3 separate regions of the Sus scrofa genome follow, and all the other regions are linked to region 1. A link is a contact called in public HiChIP or PLAC-seq data. All regions are on one chromosome and are shown on one strand. Each heading gives the region's core, a stretch centred on a gene start, on an enhancer-like site or on the middle of the called end of the contact. The rest is flanking DNA. Distances are from core to core; before and after follow the strand shown.

Region 1 (4,309 bases), core at 619-3,118:
CATTTTATCACCTATCCAATGGGCAGAGTTTGAGAGAACTGATAATAACAAATGATTACAAGAGTGTTTAGAAATACTCCTATATACCACTGCTGGTGGTAACAATACCTTGGATGACATTTAGGCAGTGTTTTAGATACGTGAAGGAATGCAAACTGCCTGTTAAAAAACAAACCTCAACCCTGAAGATCTAATTGGCATTATTAAACAAGTCATGAATCGAGCAGCATCCTATCTAGTAAAGAGAAGGGCACCCTGAAGGACTGTACAAAATGGAAGCTTTTTCTAGGAAGAAGGTAAGGGAGCTACTAGTAAAAGAAAAGAAAGGCTTATTTTTAGGCCCAGGTTAAAGGCAAGGGTTTTATCATGCATATTGCCCCTTCTACGGGGCGTGCTGGAGAGGGGAGAGGTGGCAAGGGCCCAAGTGACACATTACCTCATTGGTGCTGACCAGAAGATTCCAGACTAGCCAATGAAGATTATATTTCTCAGAGTTCCTGTTGTGGCACAGAGGAAACGAACCTGACTGGTATCCATGAGGACATGGGCTTGATCCCTGATGTCACTCAGTGGGTCAAGGATCCGGCGTTGTCGTGAGCTGTGGTATAGGTCACAGACATGGCTCAGATTCCCCATTGCTGTGGCTGTGGTGTAGGCTGGCAGCTGTAGCTCCGATTCGACCCCTGGCCTGGGACCTTCCATATGCTGCAGGTGTGGCCTTAAAAAGCGGAAAAAAAAAAAAAAAGATTACATTTCTGGTCAAGGTTGAAATTGCAGTTAGGTCAGGAATAAGATCTAGATTAGGTATCATGGGCTTTAGTACAAGTGATACCATTTTGGGCCTGTGATTTTTCTGCCTAATAACTCTGAGCCTCAATTACTACACTTGGTCAAATGAGGCCAACAGCTACCCTAATGGTCTCAAGGAAGTGAGATAATTTAGGAGAAAGTCATAATAGCTACCATTTTACTGGATATTTGCTGTTCCAAGTGTTTTATATGTGTTAACTTATTTAACCTTCACAATAAAGCTTTAAGCACTACCCCCACTATACATACAAGAAAACCGAGGCACAGAGGATAAGATACTGTCCAAGGGGTGAAGTCAGTAAGCAGTGGAGCTGGAATTACAGTCTACGTAAGGGGATCTAGCTCCAGTTCTATTTTTTGGCATCCAGCCTATGCCCATCTTTGCTTTTTGTCATAGCCCACAGCACTCAGAGGCAAAACCTGTTTATACAAAATTCGTTAGTTTCATCAACTGCCTTCTTTAGTTGCTTTGGGTATTTCATCACAGTTTTGTCTGAGAACTCAGCCACTTCTCACACCAACTCATCTTCAGTGTCCTGGTCAACGCTGGGCACCAGGTAAATCCTTAGATAAACGCTATCGTACATTTCTGTGGGATGGAAGGCACAGCTTTACAAATGTGCAATAATTTTCACGGGACTGAGCCAGATACACGATAACTAACTTACATACAGGGTAAGTACCTCCTTGACCGTGACAGCTGCACTCCACGCGCGAGCTCTGAGGCCGGCCTTTCCCACTGCGTTACTTCAGCGGGACTTGGCCGGAACCTTTCCTGCGGCATCTGAGGCAGCCCGCCGGGACAACGCGACCGCACACACAACACAGAAGGATTAGTAGTCTAACTATATGCCTAAACTTTTTAGCTCGCATACGTGATCCGAGAGGAAACAGTCTCAGATTCCTGAACTTTTTAAATAAGTGACTGACGATGGAATTTTTATTCCTTAAGAAATGTCATAGTCAAACGATTTCGAGAGCGTTTGTTCTTCTTTTTGGTTAGGCAAATATATGGACAGCCCGCTTGAAACGAACAAGGCAGGCGAGGGAAGAAAGCGGAAGCCGCGGGGTCTTCTAAACCATAAAGTCTACGGAGCTTGCGCCAGTCTCTTTGCGGCGCCCCCGATTTAGACGCAGGTTTTGGAAGAGGGCGGGGGAGAAGGTGTCGTTGCTGGAGCTGAGAGCAGACGGCCAGAGTCCTCAGGGATGAACCTCGAGTTGCTGGGTGAGGAGGACTGTGGCTGCGTCTTAGAGAACCCTTGGTCCTGGAAAGGAGGGAACCGGGCGGAGGGGACTCAGGCTGCAACACTAAGGACACAGTTCTGCGATGGATCTTTGGGCGCTTCGATATGGAGCAGCAGCAGGGGGAGGAAGCCTAGCTTCGACCCGAACAGAATGCATTGCTTTTCCTGAGGCCACCTTGCAGTTCAGTTGTGGAGCGATAGGGACAGATAGTTTGTGACTTAGTTTCGATTACAAGGATCCAAAGCAAGCAGGACCAGAGTCCTGGAGAAGGAATCTGAGGAAGTGAGGCTTGAGGTAAAGCTTTGAACACTTGTCAGGGTTTTGAGTGCCTGGGTAGGTTCATTCTTTTTGTAGAAACACGGGATGCCTAAAGGAAGGAACTTGTATACAAGTCCTTCGTTGAATAAGTGGAAAAGGGCTTAGAGGGTACTGAAGGCATAAAGCAAGTAAATGGTATAGTTGGCACTGGAATCCAGTTGCCTTGTCTTTTTATTCAAGGTCTTTAACTCTCAGGGACATGTAAAACACTGAGGGGTGAACTCCAGGGCAGTTGTGTTTTGTCACTCTCTTTGATGCATTTACTCCTTACCCTTTAACCAAGTTGTTTGTAAACTCTAGATCCTTCTGGGTTTTCATTAGGTAATCTTTAGCATTGTAACCTAGGGATGTCTGAGGTTTTCAAGAACTTCTAAGTGACTTGCTATTTTCAATGGCTATGCTCCTCTTTAAAAAAAAATTTTTTTTTTCATAGATTTGCTGGCAGTCCAAAGGACTATAGAACTATCTAAGGAATAGTCTTTACCTTCAAGAATTTTTTTGTTAAGCATGGAGAGTAAGGCAGTTGGAAATAGCCATAACTTGTTGCAGAACATGCGCCACCCTTTAAGAGTCTTTGCTAAGTACTAAGAGCGTTTAGAAGAGGGAGACGTTCCCAGCAGAAACGAACCTGACTAGCATCCATGAGAGGATGCAGGTTCGATCCCTGGTCTCACTCAGTGGGTTAAGGATCTGGCGTTGTAGTGGCGTTTAGGTCACAGATTCAGCTTGGATCCCAAATTGCTGTGGTGTAGGCCAGCAGCTACAGCTCTGATTCGACCCCTAGCCTGGGAACCTCCATATGCCAAAGGTGCAGCCCTAAAAAGACCAAAAAAGAAAAAAAAAAAAATGGAAGAAGGAGTGAATGTCTTTGGGACAGGGGAAGAAAGGAAATAGAGAAAAACAAGCTAGTAAAACCTGTGGAGAACTTGAAGTTTTGAGTGGATGTTTAAGTGGATATTGGCTAGGTTGTGGGTACTGTGAATATAGAAAAGACCAAGAAATGGGGTTGGTGCCACCCATTTTGTGTAGGCTTTTGAATTCCTAGCTGAAAAGTTGTTCTCTTTAAGGAAAGTAGGAAAGATCCATTGAAGGGCTTTCACTTGCTAAGTAATTCTATCAGAGCTGAGTTTTTAAAAAGAAAGATGTGTGCAACACCAGTGCGTAGTTGAGTTTTGGGTGATGAAACCAGTTTGGAGGACTGGAGTAGTTGAGAGATAAAGAAAATCTGAGCTTTAAAAAAAAAAAAAAAAAGGTTTGAGCTAGAAAGTGGAAAGAAAAGACTTTGAGAGGGTTGAGTCAACACAGTTTGAAAATTGATTGCCGATGGTGGTGGTGGTGGTAAGAAAGCGAAGTGAAAAATAATGGGAACCAATGTGGTGCTATTCACAAACATTTAAGGACATTTGGAAAAGACAGCTAGCATTGGACATGTTGAGTGTGGACCCTGGGGTTCAGGAGATGGATTTGGATTTACAAGAGAGATTTGTAATCCTCCTACAGGTGGGCTAATCAAAACCTTGTTGGTAGATGTTAAGACCCAGGGAGAAAGTGGGAGAGGAAGAAAAGAGAACTGCTGAGGACAGAGTCTTGGGCAGTCATCTATATTTAGGGGATAAGAGGAATAATAAATGATAATATATCGATTAACAGTTATATAGTACTTACTATGAGCTCGGCCTATTTTTGAGTGCTTTTCATATATTTATTCGTGTAGAGGTAGAAGAGAATACAGGTCGGTGTGGTGTCTTCCATAGAAACAGTCGGAGAGCAGTTGAGGCTAAGAGCCAAGGAAGCGCTATCCTATTTAGTTCTCAGGCAACTTGAGGCTCCTCAGCAACTTGAATGGAAGCCAGATTATAGTGATTTCGGGAAGATGTGGGAAATGAAATAGAGACAAAGGGTTGATCCTTATTTTTAAAAACTTCAGGGTGGAGGA
Region 2 (4,309 bases), core at 1,181-3,680, 110 kb before region 1:
CTTTTCCTTTTTTTTTTTTTTTTGCTTTTCAAGGCCGCGCCAGTGGCCTATGGAGGTTCCCAGGCTAAGGGTCGAATCGGAGCTACAGCTGTCAGCCTACGTCACAGCCACAGCAATGCAGGATCCAAGCCATGTGTGCAAGCTTCACAAAGCTCAGGGCAACACCAGATCCTTAACCTACTGAGCGAGGCCAGGGATCGAACCTGCAACCTCATGTTTCCTAGTGGGATTCCTTTCCCCTGCACCACGATGGGAACACCAAGGAAGAATTTCTTCACTCACCAGTACCACAGATATACTGTTGTGGGGAGGTCCTGGGAAACAGGGACTTTTAATCACTGAGATGGGGGGCAGAGGTTTCCAGCAAAGTACAGAGCTGCCCTGCCTTGGCCTGGCGAGCAGCTGACAGTGTGGGCACCGCCTTGGGAGGCCCTCCTGACTACCCCTCTGCCCAAGAGGGCTTTGCACACAGAGAGGAAGACGGAAGGGAAGAGAGGACGACAGGGTGGAGGAGGTGAACAGAGACAGCAGTTGTCCTTCCCAGCGACGGGATGTGAATTCAGGCTGGCACAGACCCGAGCACCCTCGAGCAGAGTATAATGCAACTCTGAAGCTGGATGCATCTGTGTGGACAGGCCAGCGGGCCCAGCTGGACAAGGCTCTGTCAGCCTCTCATAGAACCTGGCCTATAAAAGCTCAGACACAACAGGAGGCCTCACAGATAAACGGGCCAGCCTCCTGCAGGTGCCAAGGGGACCTGTTGGCAAACCTCTCGGCATAGAGGGCTCCACCCACCTCCCAGACATAAATAAACCAGGCCCCTCAATGACCTCTGCCAAGATTCATCTTCTTGGGAGTTCCCGTTGTGGCGCAGTGGTTAACGAATCCGACTAGGAACCATGAGGTTGAGGGTTCGGTCCCTGCCCTTGCTCAGTGGGTTAATGATCCGGCGTTGCCGTGAGCTGTGGTGTAGGTTGCAGACGCGGCTCGGATCCCGCGTTGCTGTGGCTCTGGCGTAGGCCGGTGGCTACAGCTCCGATTCAACCCCTAGCCTGGGAACCTCCATATGCCGCGGGAGCGGCCCAAGAAATAGCAACAACAACAAAAGACAAAAAGACAAAAGACAAAAAAAAAAAAAAAAGATTTGTCTTCTTGGCAAGAGCCTGGAGCTAAGGGTGGCCCTCACGTGCCATCCCTTGGAGTAAACAGGGGTGCTTATTTATGCCAGGGCAGAGAAGAAATCTTGTTGTTGAATAAATCTGGTGGAGGATTGGACAGGACAGGCCGTCCAGAGTCTGCTCTGGTTTAGGTGATGAGCTATCGCCCCAGGTCTTGGCATCTGGGGCCAACAGATAACACCTCTGCGAGGCCACGAGGCAGCATCCAGCATGACGTCACCTCTAACCTCTCTGCTCGCCCGCCCACAGCACCGGGTCCTCTCTCCCACCCTGCCTGCCAGGTGCAAAGCCAGGGGGCAGCAAACCTTAGCTGGCCTGTGGCTAAGGTCTCCCAGGGCTCCGGTCACCCTCTGTGAGCTGGGCTCCCATCCCCCACCCATGCTGCACCTCTTCCTCAGGGGGACCAGCTGGCAGAGGTCAGGGGGCCAGGCTGGCAGAGCTGGCTCTGAAGCCAGCACTCCTGTGCTCTCCCTCTCCCAAGACCCTCCAGCCTTCTAAATGCGGCGACCCTGGGGAGAGGTTGCAACCAAGGCCGAGAGGGAAGCCTTGACCAAGCCAAAGGTGGGAGCAAGAGAATAGGAGCCTCGACCCCTGCAGCTGATCCACTCCCTGAGAGGCTGGGAGCAGGTCCTCAAGGCAGGATAGAAGAGTTATTCCATTTTCCTGAGAGTTCGCTATGTTTTCTAGGAACTGCTGCTCAGCGAAAGAGAGAAATGGGGTGGGGGTAGCTGGGGGAGGTGGATGGACTTATCTGCCAAGGAACCAGGCAGCCCAACTCCACTGCTACTGCACATACAACCAGCGGTTCCTGCTGCAGCCTCCAGGACCTGGGGTTCCAGAGGTTAAGGCCACACACAAATGGGGACCTCAGACCTCCCCTTCATTCTCTCTTCACCTCCCCATGCCCCAGGGCTCCAATAATGATGCCTTTATTTTTCCATTTTAGTGACTGGCTTGCTCGGAGTCACACAAACAGCAGAAAGCAGAAATGGCGAGTCTGAGAGGACAATCTGTTTTCGTTTTGAAAGGGGAATCATTTAAGACGCTAAGTGGCTCTGATGACCTGCAGACGACATCAGCAAGGCTGACCTGCTTCCTGGGACCGGGAACTCCACTCTGCCCCTCTGCTGCACCCCGGCTCCCGGTGCGTGTGGCTCCAGGTCCCCTCCTTTTTTAGGGAGGGGCTGAGGGGAGCCTCAAAGGACAGCTGAGGAACCTCAGCTGCCTCCAGGGTGTTTGGGTAACTCAACCCCTGACAGGGCCAGCTCTGGCCCGAAAGCCAGCTGCTGAGTTGGAACAATGGCAAGGGGTGTGGGGAGTGGGGGAGGCTTATGAATTAAAAATAGACGCTAGTAATCACCAGGGAGCTTGCAGAGACCATGTGGGGCTGTGTTTACTAGAGAGAAAAGAATCCCTTCTATTCATGCCCAGAGCCCAGGGTGGAACCATCACCAGCTTCTCACACCAGCCAACTGCCTCTGGGTCTGCGGGAATCAGCTGACTGAGCAGGGTTTACGGATGACTGGAAGACCCCTTTCCTTGGGACATGGACACATTCCCCCAGGACCACGCCCACCCCTAGAGGGACAGCACCAGGTCAGGAAGGTTGTACAGTGGAAGAGAAAATGGTAAAGAGATAAAGTCACCATCCTCAGGCTAAAGCAACCAGCTCATCACGGGTATTGCATGAAATGGTCCCTGGTGGTTTCGGGGATCTCAGTTTAGTCTTGTGCACCTGCTAGAAACAGCGGGGCTAGTCTTCTCTCTGCCATGAACTAGGTGTGTGCCCTCAGGCTAGTGGCCTCCTGACTCCTCTAGGCCTCAGTCTGCTCATCTGTAAAATGGAGTCAATATTATCCGCTCTGACAACTTCACAGGGATATCAGGACTAACCAAGCAACACATATGACAAAGTGTTGGAAAGATGAAAGTTCTAAATAAGGATATAACGCAGTCACAGAAATAACCATCTCCCCCATTCCCACCTCGACCCCAGGGAATCCCCCCACCCCTACCCTGTCAGCTCACCCAAGAGTCTCCGGCCCTGGTCTTCCACCAGCGACAAGGACAGAATGTTGCCTGCTTCCCAGATATCTTGGGGGCCGTGTGAAGACCAAACACAAAATTCATGGAGAAGCTCCCCAGCTGATGCTCCCCTCCAGCCCTGCCGCCACCCCTGCTCCCCAGCTCCCTGCATTTCCAGTCCGCAAACATCAGCAACCCCTCCGCAGCCTCCAACAGTGCCCTGCTCCAAATGCTTGGACCAAAGTTCCCTCCTCATAAAACGGCTGTAGGACCCGAGACCCTGACTTGACAGGACTGCTCTAATTTGATTTTTAAAAAGTACCCATTGACTCAGCAGTGAGAGGCAGGCCTGGCAGCTGCTGCAGGCAAAATACTTGCTCACTAAGGGCTGAACCACTTGGTGCATCCTGCTGGCCCCTGCGGGTCTCCCTTCCCCCCACCACAGGGACGTTTGTGCCAAGAGTAAGATCTGGATGTGTTGGCTAAACAGGAAGCAAGGAGTGAAATGGGGCAGCAGTGACAGGTCAGATCTAGGTTGGGGAATGTACCTAGACAGTTGTTGGTAACCGTGGCAAGAAAGCAGTTTCCGTAGATTGAGGAGGTGGTGGAAGTGGAGGGCCAGCTCCTCTGGGGAGAAGGAGGCCACTATTGGTCAGTGAAGCCTGGTTTTCACTCTTTTTTTTTTTTTTTGCTTTTGGGGGCCACACCTGCAGCATATGGAGGTTCCCAGGCTGAGGTCGAATCGGAGCTACAGCTGCTGGCCTACATCACAGCCACAGCAACAGCTTCCCTTTTAGCCGACACATCTAGATCTCACTCTTGGCACAAACGTCCCTGCTGTTGAATCCATGTTTGCAGACGGTCCAGTACCATCATTTGAAATATGCTGACAACCCCCAAGTGTCTGCCTCCAGCCCGAGTCTCTCTCCAGACTCCAACATCCGACTGCCTCTTTGGCATTTCCACACGGATGTTTAACAGCCATCTCAAATGTAACACGTCCAAAGATTAGCTCTGATTCCTGCCCCCACAGCTCCGCAGAGAGCTGGTCCATTTGCTGTCTTCCCTGACTCAGTTCATGTCCATTTCTTCTCTCCGGCTGCCAG
Region 3 (4,309 bases), core at 1,148-3,647, 70 kb before region 1:
TTGAACCTGAATCCACATGAATACTAGCCAGGTTCTTAACCTGCTGATCCACAACAGGAACTCCCATCACATATTGTATTGTTACAGCATATCTTTTGTTTTCTTTTTAAAAAATGACTTTTATTTTTTTGGAGTTCCTGTCATGGCGCAGCAGAAACAAATCTGACTAGGAACCATGAGGTTGAAGGTTCGATCCCTGGCCTCGCTCAGTGGGTTAAGGATTCGGTGTTGCCATGAGCTGTGGTGTAGGTTGCAGACACAGCTCGGATCCTGTGTTGCTGTGGCTGTGGTGTAGGCTGGCAGCTGTAGCTCCAATTAGACCCCTAGCCTGGGAACCTCCATATGTGGTGAGTGAGGCCCTAAAAAGCAAAAAAAAAAAAAAAAAAGAAAAAAGAAAAAAGAAAGAAAGAAAGAAAACGATTTTATTTTTTTCCATTATAGTTGGTTTATGGCGTTCTGTCAATTTCTACTGTATAGCTAAGTGAAAAAATACAGAACACATCACAAATTTGCGTGTCATCTTGCACAGGGGCCATGATAATTTTCTCCGTATTGTTCCAATTTTAGTATATGTGCTGCAGAAGCAAGCACCGAATCTTCTTTTAAAAAGTAGTATCAGTCATCTTGTATAGTATTTTCTTTTCTTTTTTTGTCTTTTGTCTTTTTAGGGTTGCATCATGGCACATGGAGGTTTCCAGGCTAGGGGTCTAACTGGAGTTGTATCCGCCGGCCTACACCACAGCTCACAGCAACGCGGGATCCTTAACCCACTGAGTGAGGCCAGGGTTTCGTTTCCTCTGCGCCATGATGGCAACTCCTTGTATCGTATTAAACATTTAATTTTGCGTTTTCATTTCTGTTTCACTGAGCCTTCTAGGGGTTGCATAGGGGTCTTACAAAGATGGGGAGTAGCCAGTAGAGAATATGTGAGCAAACAAAAGGGAAGGAGAACATGAAAAGGAATTTGAAGTTCCCTTTAGGGGCAGCCTTCACAGGCGTTTACCAAGAGGACATTCATGTGAGCAAGTGACCTCTTTTTATAAAGTCCTAAAAGCCACTGGACAGGTAAAGCCTTTACGTTTTATACTGAATTAACCCACTTATCACAACACACTTAGCTAAGAGCACTTGCACTCAAGGAATGAGAGGTTGGGAGACAGAGTGAACACTGTGAAACAAAACTGAAAATTTTAGAGCTAAAAGGGCATAAAGGTCAACTGGCCCAAACCCTTCCTTTTTTTTTTTGGCTTTTGGGGCTGCACCTGCAGCATGTGGAGAGTCCCAGACTAGGCGTCAAATCGAAAATGTAGTTGCTTGGCTTACACCACGGCCATAGCAACTTGGGATCGGAGCCGCGTCTGTGACCTACACCACAGCTCATGGCAACACTGGATCCTTAACCCACTGAACAAGGTCAGGGATTGAACCCACGTCCCAATGGATACTAGTCAGGTTCATTAACCACTGAACCACAATGGGGTCTCCTAAAACCCTTACTTCTTAAGTCTCAACTCAAGGCATTGGGAGACTCCAGAGTCAAACTCAAGTCTCCTCTTGTATTCAGCTAAGGAACTACACTATCCACCTTGTCAGAAAAGAGGCCTGGCCTGGGTGTAAGACGGGGGCGAGGGTCTTTCTACAGAAAGACAGGAGGGCTCTGTACCTGGGGAAGAAGAGAAGGAAAGCGGCAGGTGGAAAAAGAGGTGATTATCAAGTTTTGTTTCCTTTGTAATTAGTTCCAGGGCTCCATGGCAGTCTTGTTACTAGAAGTCTTTCCATATCAGCAGAAGCCAAGTTAAGATAATCTCGTTTGGAAGGCTGCTAACCTCAACTTCCCCTTACACAGATCGCTCTCTCTACTTCAAGAAAAGAATGAAATTCAGTTTATAGCTTTATAACAACCCTTCCACACACCCCCTTTTCCACACCTGGAGAAGGAAAGTCGGAAAAGGAAGATGCAATGCAAACATGAAGGGTTCCCTGTTTCGATGGTATTTTTAGCCAGCTCCCCAGTATCTACTACATCGGAAAGCAAGAGCCATTTAGGGTAGCCATGGAGACAGTACTGGCCTCGATCTTGTTTCCTTCCTTTTCTTTGCTATTAAAATTTTTTTTGCTCTGATTTCAGTTAAGTCACCGCAGTCACTTCTGCTCGCGTCCGGATTCCGCAGCTGCTCTCTCTTCTTACCGACACTTCTGTAGCGAGTAGGAACGTGTTGTTAAATCAGTGTATGAGCTCTGGGCGAGAACGGGTGAGAACTATAAACAAAAGGGAGTTAGTCGCATCCACAAGTCCCCAGGTTTTGGCGCTCAGCCTCAGCCCAGACTACAAGTCCCAGGAGACCCTGCAGTGACGGGGTGCTCGTGTGATCCTTCCCTCACTCTTCTGGGTGGTGGAGATAAAGGTTCCGTTCACGGTGCACTGCGGGTTGGTTTGTTTTCAACGGCGGTGACGGAGGTTGGGAGCCCGGCCGACTGCAGGCGGGGGCGTCAGGAGGCGGATTCCTCCTGCCTAAAGAACTGGGGGGGCGGGAGGACAGGAACGGGGCCAGAGGGCCGGGGACCGAGCCGGGAAGACAGAGCAGGCTGAGGCGATGGAGGGCGACGAGATGCCGTGGGGGAGCGAGCCGGTCTCGGGTCCTGGTCCCGGAGGCGGCGGAATGATCCGCGAGCTGTGCCGGGGCTTCGGCCGCTACCGCCGCTACCTGGGACGCCTGCGGCAGAACCTGCGCGAAACCCAGAAGTTCTTCCGCGACATCAAGGGCTCCCATAACCATAGCTGTCCCTCCTCCCCCACGGAAGGCGGCGGGGCCGAGCGCGGCCCTACCGGCGATGTCGCCGAGATCGGGCTGCAGGCGGGTAAGGAGAGTAGCCGTGAGGGAGACGGGAATGGAGAGGCAAAGTGGAGGGTGGGCCGCCCCCTGCCCCTGCAAAACAACTCGGGAAGAGGCGGAAAGTGGAAGAAGAGGCGGAAAGTGGAAGAAGGTCCGCGTGGCCGGGCCCCCGGGCCTGGGCGGGAGGGATCCGAGATGCCGTGGGAGGGCATCCTTCGGGGTGGGGGAGGGGAGGGGCGCCAGGGACTCAGCCAGAGGCGAGGCGCGCCCGAAGGCAGGAGTTCCAGGAGCAGGATCTGGGGGACCAGGCTGTGCGCGGGCAGGAGCGCGGAGGACCCCAGTTTGGAGAGGGCAGAGGTTAAGCCTAGAACTGGGGAAAGTTGCTGTGAGTTGGGGGATGAGCATTCGTGGTCAGAGTCCCACTTTAGGGATGGCAGAATGGAGGGATGAAGGAGGGGCGGTAGGCAGCGAGCCCCAGGAGGCCAGGGAACTGTAGTGGGTGGGTGTGTGTGTATGTGTTTGCTTGATGATGTGAAATGCATTTACATCAGTTATGAGGCAGCTCTATGAAGAAGTAAGGAATGTCCTCCTAAGTAGGGCTGGGGTCGCTAAAGGAAAGGATATCTCATGGGTGTCAAGGAATTGCCAGAGATGTGGCTGGTGCTTACGTTGAAGAAGTTCGGGCAAGGATCGTTTTTTGGTCCTGAGACTTGACGTGATTCTCTCTGGGATGTGATAGAAGCCCTAAAGCATTTAAAATCGTGCATGGTCTTTGCCCTTTCCTAATTTCTTGCTTCCTCTTAAACTGCTGTTGGTGGGGAACTGGAGGGTTTGTTAACTACTTGGTCTCATTAGGAAATAATTTAGGTTGGATGGGGAAGGGGCTGGCATCATGTAGACAGATACCCTGAGACAGTATAGTAAAGAAGTCAGTGGGTTTCATTGAGTGATTCTCCCAGACTAAAGTATCAAAATTAAATTAAAATGAAAAAATATCTCAGTCTTTATCCCACAGATTGTGTAGGTCTAGTGGGTAGGTCCTAAGAATCTAAATGCAAGCCATCTATAGGGATGGCGATGCAAATGGGCCACAAGCACATTTTCAGAAACACTAATTTAGATACCAACAGCAGATTTGAACTTGGGACTCAGGATGCTGTGAATTCGTTAAACTCTTCAGAGTTTGTGTGTAGGACCCTGTATTCCTAAAGTTGCATGTTTAATAGCCTAAATTTGTCTGAGACTTCAGAAATACTGATAAAGATAAGTAAGGTTCTGATTGATGTCGTTGCATGTAGTTGGCTTGGATGTAAATAAAAAAGCTTTTATTTTACTTCATGGGATAAAAAGGAGGGGGCTGGGGTGTGACTAGCTTTTCTGCAGTTGTGGTTTTTGCCGTCTTCTGCCCAGAGATTTGCTGTTCCTAAAATGGACCCAGAGAGGGGACTGATTTCTGTGAAGCTATCAAAAAACAA

Evidence for each region. HiChIP or PLAC-seq counts read pairs in DNA pulled down with a chosen protein or histone mark.
Region 2: an H3K27ac HiChIP or PLAC-seq map of skeletal muscle shows a contact between it and region 1. The contact joins the enhancer-like site here to the promoter of RBBP5 in region 1. A contact is called at or near these places in 1 of 5 promoter capture datasets (fetal skeletal muscle), 12 of 47 Hi-C or Micro-C datasets (alveolar macrophages, embryonic fibroblasts, epiblast stem cells and 8 more) and 2 of 2 datasets of contacts at active chromatin or transcription factors (alveolar macrophages and skeletal muscle).
Region 3: an H3K27ac HiChIP or PLAC-seq map of alveolar macrophages shows a contact between it and region 1. The contact joins the promoter of DSTYK here to the promoter of RBBP5 in region 1. A contact is called at or near these places in 1 of 5 promoter capture datasets (liver), 5 of 47 Hi-C or Micro-C datasets (heart right ventricle, liver, retroperitoneal adipose tissue and 1 more) and 2 of 2 datasets of contacts at active chromatin or transcription factors (alveolar macrophages and skeletal muscle).

The regions. Positions count from the first base shown.
Region 1 is chr9:65,819,240-65,823,548 of Sscrofa11.1, reverse strand. It overlaps RBBP5 (retinoblastoma-binding protein 5), which reads left to right and starts at 1,868. Exons shown (of 14, transcript XM_003482656.4): 1 at 1,868-2,035. The coding sequence starts at 2,017.
Region 2 is chr9:65,928,277-65,932,585 of Sscrofa11.1, reverse strand. All of the region lies in intron 2 of TMCC2 (transmembrane and coiled-coil domains protein 2), which reads right to left. Among named protein-coding and RNA genes, the nearest start is that of TMCC2, 20 kb to the right of the region's middle. Within about 2 kb of position 2,430, at least 16 of the 83 cell types and tissues checked have an H3K27ac peak or open chromatin away from gene starts, as enhancers often do. A contact at or near this core is called in fetal skeletal muscle and skeletal muscle, where this site is marked.
Region 3 is chr9:65,890,112-65,894,420 of Sscrofa11.1, reverse strand. It overlaps DSTYK (dual serine/threonine and tyrosine protein kinase), which reads left to right and starts at 2,397. Exons shown (of 13, transcript XM_003130102.5): 1 at 2,397-2,859. The coding sequence starts at 2,595.